Linked DNA regions of Mus musculus: region 1 is linked to region 2. A link is a contact called in public HiChIP or PLAC-seq data. All regions are on one chromosome and are shown on one strand. Each heading gives the region's core, a stretch centred on a gene start, on an enhancer-like site or on the middle of the called end of the contact. The rest is flanking DNA. Distances are from core to core; before and after follow the strand shown. Region 1 overlaps Tpcn1 (two pore channel 1). Region 2 holds the start of Slc8b1 (solute carrier family 8 (sodium/lithium/calcium exchanger), member B1).

Region 1 (6,223 bases), core at 3,618-6,117, 49 kb before region 2:
TGTTGACTCTTTATATACTGGGCACACACACACACACACACACACACACACACACACACACACACACACACACTCTGTGCTTTGAGGACACAACAGAGACTATATCGAAGGTCCATGGTCCATGTCCCTGTGTCACTGACATTTGGCCACAGTCTGAGCATTCCCGGGACCATGTAGGGGCCAGAGATCATGGGAGTTCACAGCAGAGCCAAGGGCAGTCTCTCCCAAGGCAGCAGGAGGGTGGAAAGCTGAAAGACCGGAGAGAGCGGACTGCTTAAAGGTCCTTCAGGCAGAAGGTTTCAGAATAACGAGGGGCCAGGATATTGATGGAGAAGAGGTAAAAGGGATAAGATGACATGACGAATGGCCTGTTTAACTGGAGTGTGTGTTGAGAGTAAATGCTTACGGTTTCCCAGGGAGGCAGACACTCTATTTCTGAAGCAGAAGACTAATACCAGCTGTCTTAGGTGTGTGTGTGTGTGTGTGTGTGTGTGTGTGTGTGTGTGTTGTGCTGTGCTGTGCGTGTGGGGGTGGGTACACATGCCTGTGCATACGTGGAAAGGCCAGAGGTTGTATTCCAATGTCCTATTTGAGATGTTGAGTCTTTCACTGTACTCAAAACTCACATTGCCAGCTAGACTGGCTAGCCCCCCAGGACCACCTGACTTCCATGTCTCAGTGCTGGTGTTACAGCCCTGCCGCATGCGGCTCTGGGGAGCTTCATGCTTCTGCTCGAACACCTTCCCAACTGAGCTGTCTCCCCCCCCCCCCCCCCGCCCTGCTGTGGTTTTCTTAAGGTGATTATGTGGAACTGGGAGGTTGACATACACACACACACACACACACACACATAAAACACACAAACACACACATACACACATACAAACACACATATATGCATACATACACATAAACACACACACATACACACACATATATGCATACAAACACACATACACACAAACACAACATACATACACAAACACAGACATATATACACAAACACACACATACACATATTCAAATAAATACATATACACACAAATATACATACACATAAACACAACATAAACATACATACATGCATACACAAACACACATACATGCACAAATACATATACATATATAATACACATAAACAAATAACACCAAACACGCATGGACACAGATACACAAACACACCAAACACACACATACATATACACACAAACACACATTCATAAACAACACATACATATACACACATTTACACACAAACACACATACACATAAACACACAAACACATGTACACATAAACCACAAACACACACACACCAGATTTCTCTGGTATAGAAAAGGTCTTGGGGCAGGATGTTGAGAGGACAAGATCACGAAAGTGCCTGGGTTGGTCCACAGGAGAGATGGCTCCAGCTGTGGCAGAGAGGAGGAGCCTGTGAGAAGATTAAAGACAGTTAACAGCCTGAGCTATATAGAGCGAGTTCAAGGACAACCAAGGCCACACAGAAAGACCTTGTCTGGAAAAACCGTGAATGCACACACACACACACACACACACACACACACACACACACACACACACACGAAGACAATTAAACTGACACATGTAACTTTTTTATACAGTATTTGGTGCTTGTTGGCAGTGGCCAGACAGGGAGGGTTTGAAGCTGGAATCTGTGTGGAGCCTTTTTTTTTTTTTTTGATCCTAGGGGCGGGCCCATCAACTTCCTGAGGCCTCCTCGGCCTGTGTTGATTCAGCTGTTGCCTGTGCAGTTACAGGCCGAGGATAGTACACTCCCATTCTGCCTCCTCGCAGCCCCCCACCCCCCATGCTCCTCCGCCAGCCCGTGTTCCCCAGGAACATCCCAAGAGCCTCATCATTGGTCCTCTGAGTCCAGACAGAGTTTCTCACATCTGGACTCAGTGCCAGCTGCGGAAGTGCAGAAGGCGATGCTCTCCCTAGTGAGGAAGAAGCTACTCGGTATCTGGTGCTCAGGCCAGGCCCTGTAGGTGTGTGGCCATTTTAGTGCACGCTAGACTGGCTGGTGGACTGTGGTTCACGAGGCAAAGGGAGAGTGGCTCATGTGTGCTAACACTGTTACTGTTCTCTTAGAGCCGAGCTGCTAGGTTGTGTTGTTAGAGGGCCTCTGTCTGGGCAGAGTCTGCAGGGCCGGAGTGTGGAGTTGTTTCTCGGGCCACCTGCATCTGCCAGTGAGAGTGGAGAATGATTTTTCCTGGGAATTTGTTTGGCGGGTTTTTCTTTCTCCTTTTGGAGGCAGTGTCTCACTGTAACCCAAACTTGTTAGGATCTCCCCGCCCCGGTCCCCAAAGTACTGGGCTTGCATCGGGCCAGCCACCGCGCCTGGCCTGGTTTGTGCTTCGGAGGTTACACTTGTGACTGGTCACCTGACCTCTGGAGCGAGCTTGCTCCACCGCCTAGCCCTCGGCGGCTGTCGGGGCGGACACTGGATACTTAAGGACACAGTTACAGGGTGGAGTATACTCAGTAATCCAGAACTGACTGACTAGCCAAACAGCAGGGATGCATTTCAGATTGCATAGACTGAGAGGCAGGCAGGTGTGCAGACCGGACAGAACCTCTTACAGAACACTGTAAGGCTTGCAGGGACACCAGGCAGGGTGTTGGCTGAGTGATTCTCTGCAGCCAGACAGGAAACCGAGGAAGCCATGACTCTTTCAGTCTTTTATTTAGATTTATTTATGTATTTTTGGTTTTTCAATACAGGGTCTCACTCTGTAGACCAGGCTGGCCTTGCCTTCAAAGATCTGCCTGCTGGGATTGAAGGTGTGTGCCACCACCACCACCTGGCTTCATTTTTATTTATCCTTTTAGTTTAGTTTAGTTTTTGTTTTTGTTTTTTTAAAGATTTATTTATTATTATAAATGAGTACACTGTTGCTGTCTTCAGACACCAGAAGAGGGCATCAGATCTCATTACAGGTGGTTGTGAGCCAACATGTGGTTGCTGGGATTTGAACTCATGACTTTCGGAAGAGCAGTCAGTGCTCTTAACCTCTGAGCCATCTCGCCAGCCCTAGTTTAGTTTTTTATGGTGCTGGGGATTGACTCCTGGCCTCGAGCAAAATAAGGTTGTGCTCTCCTGCTGAGCTGTGCTCCTGGCCTACTTGCTTTTAACTTGTTTGTTTGAGACAGGATCTTGCTATGTCTGGACCACTTTTACTTTTGATGTATGTATGTATGTATGTATGTATGTATGTATGTATGTACCTGTCTGTCTGTCTGCCCGTCCGTCCATCCATCCATCCATCCATCCATCCATCCATCCATCTGAGACAGAGTCTTGTCACAGCCCTGGCCAATGACCTTGCTATATAGACCAGGCTAGCCTTGACCTTAAAGCGATTCACCTCCCCTTTACCTCTGAAGTGCTATGACTAAAAAGCATGTGCCATCAGACTAGGCTTATTTTTTAAACTCCTAATACGTGTTTATTTACTGTGTCTGTTTGTACATCGTGCACATGTGGAAGTTAGAGGCCAAGGTGGGGATCAGTTCTCTCCTGGGGTGGGGGTGGGGGTGTCAAATTCATGTCCTTAAGCTAGGCAGCAAGAGCCTTACCCTAACCCTCTGGGCCCTCTCTCCTGTAGATCCTACATTTTATTCTGAGGCAGAGATTTCACTCTGGATTTGAACTCTGTAATTTGCAGTGCTCCTGCCTCACAAACCTGGGACTCCCACTCATTTAACAACTTCTTCTTCTTCTTCTTCTTCTTCTTCTTCTTCTTCTTCTTCTTCTTCTTCTTCTTCTTCTTCTTCTCCTTCTCCTTCTCCTTCTCCTTCTCCTTCTCCTTCTCCTTCTCCTTCTCCTTCTCCTTCTCCTTCTCCTTCTCCTTCTCCTTCTCCTTCTCCTTCTCCTTCTCCTTCTCCTTCTCCTCCTCCTCCTCCTCCTCCTCCTCCTCCTCCTCCTCCTCCTCCTCCTCCTCCTCCTTCTTTTAAAGATTTATTTATTACATGTAAGTACACTAGCCGTGTGAATAACTGTACCTAAACACCGGGTTCCTCCTATTGAGAACTCGTTTGCTGTGGCTTATGGGGAACCAGATTGTCATAGATTAATTTCTCCTCTGTAAATTAACCGCGTGGGACTCACTGCCCCGTGTTCACATTCACGGAGGGGGGAATCAGGAGAGATGGAGGATTGTGACAAGCCAGGCTAACGAGCTTTGGAAGTCAAAGGGTCCCCATTGGTTGACCCTTCTGAGGCAGCCAGGAGCACCGAAAGAGCTCCTCTTTCCCAGCTGACCCAGGACAGGTGCCAAACTCAGCTCCAGTTGGCTGGCTCCAGTGCTCGCCCATGATCCCTGGGCTCTGCCGGCAAGTCCAGGTCAGCTGCCTGTGAGCCAGAGCCGCCTCTGTCCAAGCCAAACACTGTGGCCGAGGGTGGGAGCGAGGGTGGGAGCCGGCACTGTGCCGGAACAAAGCAGCCCGGGGTTCTGGGAGAGGTGATCAAGGGTGGGAGCAAAAAAGCAACAGATGGTCCTGTCCGTGCCCTCCCTCCCACCCCAGGGGAAAGGGGAGGACTCACTGTGGTTAAATGATTGACTCAGCCGGATTGCCACAAGCTTCCAAAAGTCAAACGTCTGTGCAGTAAGCCCTCCCTTCTGACCGCCCTCGGTCCTCATAGACAGCTAGATTCTTTCTTGCTTTTCTTCCTGCTTTTTTTTTTTTCCTAAATATATATAGACATGTGTAGGTTTAGCCTTTCCCTCCCCCCACTCCCTCTGGTCTTTTCTACTTCTTTTTCTTTTTTAAGAGTTACATGTATCTGTTTACTGAAGGGGTTGGCCTGTCTTCACGCCCCTCCTCCCACCATGGGAGCCCCAGGGAGTGAACTCAGGCCGTCCAGCTTGGTAAAAGGCACCTTTATCCACTGATCTATCTTGCTGGCACATTTTTTTTCCTCCTTCTTATTTAAGAGAAAGTATTTTTGACCAGCTTCCCTGATGGTTGTTGCTAGAAATACAGATTGGCACATGGACAGACTGACCACCCACTGGGCCCCCACACCGGCAGCAGAAGACCTTGCCACATTGGGCGTAGCCTGATCCTAGGAGACCTCAAAGTCCGCCCCTACAGTGACACACTTCCTCCAACAAGGATTCAAACTATGGGGGCCATTCCTATTCAAACCACCACGGCTTCTGAGTTTCTTCCCTCTCCTAACACAGATGGGGGCAGCCACAGCATCCACAACTCCCAGGTCCCCAGTCTGGTCTCCGGAGCGGACAGCCCCCCCTCCAGTCCCACCGGACACAACTGGGAGATGAATTATCAAGAGGCGGCAATCTACCTCCAGGTGAGTGGGTCTGGGTCAGTGTCTGGGGGGAGGCCCTGGAGGCTGGAGTGAGGGGGAGGGGCGTGCTTAGCACAGCAGCTCAGAAGCGAGGCTGGGCTCTGCTTAGTGGTCTCTGCTCCAGACAAGAAGCAGGGGGGGGGGGTGCAGGGGTGGAGAATGGTCCAGGGATGGAGGGGGGAGCTCACCTGGTTGTGCCATAGGAACTTGTGTGCCCGGTCCTCCTCTGAGCCCCATTTGTGGCTGAGCCTGCTCTAGGTCTGTGCCTTCTGTCTTCCAGGACCACACAGACAGACCTAGTCAGTCCTTAGGGGACATTTTATCTGCCTTGGATGGTAGCAAAAGGTTGTTCATGCAATGGGTGGCTCCAGGGTCTGGTCTCCTCACGTGCCCTGTTGCTGTTGTCTGGCCTGATAGTTCATGGTTGTTTTGGGGGGTAGGGTTTTTTTTTTTTTTTTTTTTTGAGAAAGGGTCACTTTATGTAGTCTGGAACTCACAGAGATTCTCCTGCCTCTGGCTCCTGATTGTTGGGATCAAAGGCATGGGCCACTATGGCTAGTACTGTTTAGGGATTTTTTTTTTCTTTAAAGCGGTACTTTTCTTTAAAACTACTACATGCTTGTTAACATAAATTCAGATAGTCTCAGGCAACATAATTTTCTCCATTTTGTTTAAGAAACCGGGTCTCACTGTGTAGCCCTGGCTGCCCTGAAACTTGTTGTGTAGACCTGGCTAGCCTCAATCTCACAGAGCCCTACTTGCCTCTGCCTCAGGAGTGCTGGGATTTCAAGTGCGCGCCCGCCTCCTGCAGCCCAGGAGAAGGCCCGGTCTCTGTGTATGTGGGATGCGGGCCCTGGGTGGTGCATCAAGGGCGGCGGCTGCCAGTGGC
Region 2 (6,542 bases), core at 2,084-4,583:
GGCACAGGGTCAAATGTCTGGCACTGGATGTGTTGATGGAGCTTGCCCTGGAGGCCGATGCCCTAAAGAGGAAGATTTGGTTTGTCACCAGGGACTCATGGGGCCACTTCACTCACAGCCAACTTCACATCCTTGACCCGCAGAATCAGAACAGTAGCAACCAAGTTTATAAGCCAGTAACCGCAAACCGCCCACCCATCTGTAAAACCGGCTTAATTGCCCAATGGCCTTCTCATAGGGTGGGGTGGAGATACCCCTGCCTTGTAAACTTGGTGTAGGCGGCGCTTGAGCCTGTGATTTCTGACATGGAAAACACAGGTGTCAGGGCACAACTCAGTGGGTAGGATTACATGCCTAGCATGCTTGAGGCCCTGCATAATTCTACCCATGGTTCTACATAAAGCAGCCAGGCATGGTGACACACGCCTGGGATCCTAGCTCTCAGGAGCCGAAGGCTGGAGGATCAGTTCAGAGTTACTCTCCACTATGTTGTGAGTTTGAACCAGCCTGACAACCATCCCTCTGCTCCACACCCTCCTCTGGCTCCCGACTCTCACCCTCCAGCCTCAGTCCACAAAGCCTTTTTATCTTAAAAAAAAAAGATTTATTTATTATTATACATAAGTACACTGTAGCTGACTTCAGACACACTAGATCTCATTACGGGTGGTTGTGAGTCACCATGTGGTGGCTAGGATTTGAACTCAGGACCTTTAGGAAGAGCAGTCAGTGCTCTTACCCGCTGAGCCATCTCACCAGCCCCACAAAGCCTTTTATAATCAGGCCAACATCACCTTTCCACCCACCCGGTTAAACCTTATACATACTGATCAGCCCTTCCAGCCTCCTCGCTGTTCGGGAACACACTAAGCTAGAACCTGCCACCAGGCCTTTGCACTTGTTCCTAGCCTTTCCCCCACATGTCTGTCCCGTCAAAGAGGCTTTCCTCCTTTCCTTTAAAGCCTGGCTCCAAGATGACTGGTTCACAGAATAAGTTTGTCACAGACCACCGACCACTGCGGAAACGCACAGCCTCCCCACACACTGTTACTGGCCACACAGCTCACAGTTCTCTGAAATCTCTAACTTTATCTGAGGATTCCTGTAGATCCCAGGGTTGTAATGATTAGCTGGGACTACAACAGACACGCCCCCAACCCGACTCGCCTTCCTGCCCCGACCAGGTACTCACATCCGCCATGGCAGTCTGGTTGACACTTCCAGCTGAAAACTGGATGTGTCCATGGGCTTTTGTGGATGGGTCTCCGGTCCCAGACGCCGTCTCCAGTATCAGAGCCACACAGAGGAAGACAGGAGCCCAGAGCAGAGCCAGCCATCTGCTTGCCATGGGCCCCTTGAGGCCTGACCAGAGCCCTCTCTGCTCACGGGCTGGCTGCTCTAGTGCCTGCAGGGTAGGGTAAGAGGAGGGGATTTTAGCATATGCATGGCCTCAGGAGGAGGGGCCCAGAGACCTTTCCCAGCTAAGCCAAGTCCCTATCCACCCATTTAGAAACCCCATTCCATTCCGTAGCCCTCCTGGGCCTGCATCACGTGCTTCCTGTTCTGGAGCACCACACCCACAACCCATAGGTGACTCCGAGATCTGCCCCTCACCCGGACATCAGGTCTGCAAGAAGCTTAGGGAACGAGCCAGACTGTATGAGAAATATTCACTTGCAAGAACTAGGAACTCAGACTTTCGGAATTTTTTTTTTCTCCTTTTTTGGGTGGGACATCAAAGATGGACCCCAGCGACTTATATATGCTAGGCAAGCACTCTACCACTGGGCTATAATCCCAGTGATTTTTAGTTGTTTGTTGAGTCAGGCTAGCCTGGGAATTCATGAGGTAGCCCAGGCTGCCCTTGAGCTAGTGACCATCCTCTTGCTTCTAGTTTGGAAGTGTCGGGATTATAAATTTGAAGCACGACCCCCTTCTACCCTATTCCTACTTTTTGTTTTGTTTTGTTTTTCGAGACAGGGTTTCTCTGTGTAGCCCAGGCTGTCCTGGAACTCACTCCGTAGAGCAGACTGGCCTTGAACTCAGAAATCCGCCTGCCTCTGCTTCCCGAGTGCTGGGATTAAAGGCGTGTGCCACCACTGGCAGGGTCTCCTCTATCTGCTAGGCTGACCTTGAGCACATATTTCTTTTGCCTCAGCCTCTTGGGTGGCTGAGATGTCAGATGTGCACCAGCCCCTGGGTCCCAGCCTTAAAAGCACACATCTGAGGTGGACTTGGTTGTGATCAAAGACGGTATATCACACCTCACAACCTGCTGTGGTATCCTTCCATGGGGAAACTGAGGCACTGGGAAGCAACCTCACTCTCGGTTTTCACTGTCAGCTCAAGTGCCACACCACATTGCCCTCTCTGAGTGTTCACCAGGCTGTCCCCAGAGTCATGTGGCAAGGGAGAAAACCAGAAAGCCAACCGTCCTTGGATGGAGAAATCGAGGCCAGGAGGGAAGTGAGTTGCTCAAAGGCGCCTAAACTGGGACCAGCCGAATCGGCGGGTGGGGCTGCAATATGAATAACCCACTTCCTCCAGCCAGGGGGAAAGAGCTTTATTTTTCTGTCCAAGCAGAAAACTGGCTCCGAGTCTTAGGCAGGCTGCCCCAAGTGTTTTGTGCATTTTATTTTCTGCAAGCAGGGAGCCAAAGGCCATCTGAGCTTTATTTGAGGGGGTGTGATTCTTTACACAAGCATTTCTAAATCGCCACCCCCGGGGGGGGGGGGGAAGAGGGCAAAGGACAAGATAGGACCCCAGAGGAAGAAGGGAATACAGCCACTTCCTCACCTGTTGACAGAAAACGAGTCTCTCCCCTCCGCTTTCTAGCTACTCCACTTGGCACGGGCGTGGAGTGGAAAAACACAGAACCCTTCAGTTCCCTCTCTGCATTTTCTGGGTGGGCAGCCTGAGGGGAGGGGGGGCTGGGCTTATGGCCTCTGGGTCCGCATCTGTGAAATGGACTCTAGCGCTGACCCAAGGGACAGCCAGACACCGCGTCCTCAAGTCACCTCCACTCCAGTTTCTTCTACTCATTTCCAAATAAGCTCGCATGAAGCGCCTCCGGCAATGCGGACACCTGTGTGCTGCGGCGTTGGTGAAGTGGGCAGACTTGACGGCGAGGGATGGGGTTGGGAATCGGGAAGCACTTTCTGATTTTGGGGTCCCAGCTGAAAGCGGATTTGAGAAGCTGAAGTTGGAGCGACGAGTGCACAGGCTGCGAAGCTCCTCTTACCTCGGGCGGGGCCTGGATCCGCGACCTCGGAGTCTTCCTCTAGCCGGATGGCCAGCGCCACAACCTTCCGCCCCTAGAGTCCTGGCCCGGAGCAGCCTGGCCACGCCCCCACAACCTCCACTCCGCCTACTTGCCAGTCGGGCCACGCCCGAGCCTCTCTGTCCCCGCCCAAGACACGCCCTTTAAGGCTCGCCCCGCCCCAGCTCTTAAAGACACAGCCTCCCAGCCGAGGGTGGGGGTTGTGAGCTGTTCCCTGTTGTCTTCCCCATTCTCCACCTGCTTTCTGTCCCCAGCCTGTCACTTCTGCTTTCAGGTAGATGCTATATTGAAAGCACGTGGGTTATAGACTTCAGGAGGCCCGAGAGAAGTCTAAGGGGAGCGGGGGGGGGGGGGGGAGTTGGGGGAAGCTTAGAGTTTCTGTTACTGAGGGTGGTATGGAAGGGTGAGAGCTATAGTAAAGTAAGGGGAAACGTGGCATGGTGGTGGTGTATGCCCATAGTTCTGGCCTTTCAGAGGCAGAGGCAGGAGGATTGTGATATTAAGGCCAGTCTGAGCATCCCAGCAAGACATTTTCTCAGTATGACGGTAATAAAGGTGATGGTGATAATGATGGTGGTGGTGATGATTTAAACGGTCTCCTGCTGCCTGCAAGCAGTCTGGTTGTAGAGCCTGAAATGCCTGGATCTGACATTTGTCAGCATTCCCCTCTCCAGCACACACTAAGCCACCGAGCTGCACCCCAACCTAGAAGACTACAGCAAACATCAAGATGGGCAGTGGTATAGCCCTGCAACCTCAGCTTTTCTCAGGAGGCTGGGGGGATTAAAAACAAATTCAAAAAGCCTGACCAGGTTCCAGTTCAAGGGCAGCATCTGCATTTAGTAAGGCCGTTTCCCAGAATGCAAAGTGAAAAGGGGGGCTTAGGTGCGGTGGGAAATTCAGTGGCAGGGTGCTTGCTGAGTGTTCTCAGAGCCTTAGGATTAGTCCCCAGACCATGATTAATTAAAGAGCACGCCCAGCGGGGCTGCTGAGATGGCACAGTGGGTAATGATGTGGGCACTGATGCTAAGCCCCACGACCTGAGCTTGATCCCTAGAACCCAACAGTGACGAAGATCTTACTCCTGGAGGTTGTCCTCTGGTTTCCACATGTGTACCATGGTATGTGCACACACAGACACAGACACACACACACACACGCACACACACACACATGCATGTACACACAGACACACACATGCACACACACACATGTGTGCACACAGACACACGCACATATGCACGCCTGCACACACGTTCATGAACACACACGTGCTCGCATGTACGTGTACACACACACACAGTGTAAAGTATTAAACTGTGTTAAACTGTATCAGTAGTACTTCATCTGTCATGGTAAGAGTTGAACAGGTGGGAGGAAGAGGAAACTTCAGTCAGGATGTAAAGTAAAGAAAATGAAATCAAAATAGAGTTGAGTGGTAGAACTGCCAGAACCCCAGTTGCCGGCACCACTATGCTTTTCTGTGTCTTTGTTTGCTTGCTTTGAGATGGGATCTCACTAAGTAGAACCAGAACCAGCCATATAGACCAAGCTCACAGATCTGTCCTCTCGGCCTCCTAGTGCTTTACCACCAAAGGCATGTACCACCAAGGCTCACCATCCTCACCACAGTTCTCGAGTGCACAGGACCTGCTTCAAATGTGTCACGTGTCACAAAGAGCAGGGGCACGTGCGTGCGTGCACGCGCGCACGGGGTGGGGGACAGTATTGAATTCCTCCCCTGGAAGGGGAAGATTTCCGACATGTATCAGTTAGCTATTGCTGCGTAACAACCATTCCCAAAGTGACAGATCTAATCCACCAACATCTTAATATATGTCTGAGTGTCTGAGAGGCATGATTTTGGGAGAGTTGCCGTGTAAAGGTTCCGACCCAAGCCCTTCTTCTGCTTGCATGTCCAGCCCGAGCCCGAGGCTGCTCAGACATTTGCTTTTCTCTGCAGAGCCTCAGGGATTCTTCCCCGTGGACTCCCCATTTTACATAGCTGATTCCTGGGCTTCTCCAGCACAGGCTATGCCAAGGTAGATGTGTGCTCATAAGATACCTCAGGAGGAGTCAGTACAGGGGACTGGAGAGCAAAAGGAGAGCTAACTATACCCCCTTCTGGGAATTTATGGCAGAAGTTAAGAGTGCCACTTCCCCCATAGCCACTGTGGAGAGGGAAACAGCCCCTGACTCTCCCAGGGCATGTGAGATGACCAAGACTCTGCCGTGACCATATTTGGAAAGTATCAGCTGCCTCTGTGTTTTGGTCCACAGAAGTGTCCAGCAGGGGCTTTTGTGAGAACCAGAGTGGGACTATATTGTGTGTCAGGAAAGGAAAGGCCCCAAGTTCCACTGAGAGGATGACTGCCCAGGGCACCATGTGCGGGCTTGCCCTGTCTTCAGTCTCTATTTTGAGGCAAGCTCTCTCTGTGTAGCATAGTCTGCCTTGGATCCCTGATCAACCTCCTGAGTGCTTACATCACAAGCACATGCAGGCATGCAGCTCCTGCCCCCAGTCCCTTAGGAACTAACCCCAAGTCAATAAAAGCTGGGCTGGGCTGGGCTGGCCTGTAGTTTATTTGACCAGCATCAAAGCCCTGGGTTCCATCGCCTCTATTACATAAACCTGGCGTGCTAGGGCACACCTGTAATCCCAGCGCTCAGAAGAGGACTGGGAGGTGTGTTAGTCAGGGTTCTCTAGCGTCACAGAACATATGGAATGTCTCTCTATATTAGGGAAATTTGTTGTGATGATGTATGGTCTGTAGTCTAACTACCCCCAACAATGGGCAGCTGTGAATGGGAAGTCCAAGGATCTAGCAGTTGCTCAGTCCCACAAGGCTGGGTGTTTCAGCTGGTCTTCTGTAGAAGTAGGTTCCAACAGATGTGCTGGCAAGTAAGTGCAAGCAGGCAAGGAAGAGCAGATCTTCCTTCTTCCAATGTCCTTATATAGGTCTCCAGCAGAAGAGGTGGCCCAGATTAAAGGTGTGTACCACCATGCCTAAATCTGATATTTATTTTGTCCCAGGCTGCCCTTGAACTCGGAGGTCTCCTTGCCTTCCTCTCCTGGGATTAAAGGTGTATACTATCCTGCCCTGGCCTAAGCTTTTCATAGCCACTATGCCTCACCATCTCCATGCCAAGATCCAGGTCAGAAACCTGCGTCTTCCAGCCTCAAGACCTGGATCACAGGTGTGCCCTCCAGTACTAGATTGTAGTTCATTCCAGATATAGTCACGTTGACAACCAGGAATAG

Evidence for each region. HiChIP or PLAC-seq counts read pairs in DNA pulled down with a chosen protein or histone mark.
Region 1: an H3K27ac HiChIP or PLAC-seq map of hepatocytes shows a contact between it and region 2, with 2.3 times the contacts expected there. The contact joins the enhancer-like site here to the promoter of Slc8b1 in region 2. A contact is called at or near these places in 3 of 39 promoter capture datasets (the C10 cell line, macrophages and neural stem cells), 2 of 15 datasets of contacts at CTCF or cohesin (CD8 T cells and the G1E-ER4 cell line), 26 of 484 Hi-C or Micro-C datasets (the C2C12 cell line, CD4 T cells, CD8 T cells and 15 more), 33 of 115 datasets of contacts at active chromatin or transcription factors (the 3134 cell line, CD8 T cells, the HPC-7 cell line and 22 more) and 4 of 9 other capture datasets (adipose tissue, embryonic stem cells, liver and 1 more).

What each region holds. Positions count from the first base shown.
Region 1 is chr5:120,559,330-120,565,552 of GRCm38.p6, reverse strand. Tpcn1 (two pore channel 1) reads left to right here. Exons shown (of 28, transcript NM_145853.2): 3 at 5,210-5,337. Among named protein-coding and RNA genes, the nearest start is that of Tpcn1, 26 kb to the left of the region's middle. Within about 2 kb of position 4,867, at least 221 of the 459 cell types and tissues checked have an H3K27ac peak or open chromatin away from gene starts, as enhancers often do. A contact at or near this core is called in the C2C12 cell line, CD8 T cells, the HPC-7 cell line and 22 more, where this site is marked.
Region 2 is chr5:120,507,983-120,514,524 of GRCm38.p6, reverse strand. It overlaps Slc8b1 (solute carrier family 8 (sodium/lithium/calcium exchanger), member B1), which reads right to left and starts at 3,333. Exons shown (of 16, transcript NM_133221.2): 1 at 3,242-3,333; 2 at 1,193-1,405. The coding sequence starts at 1,348.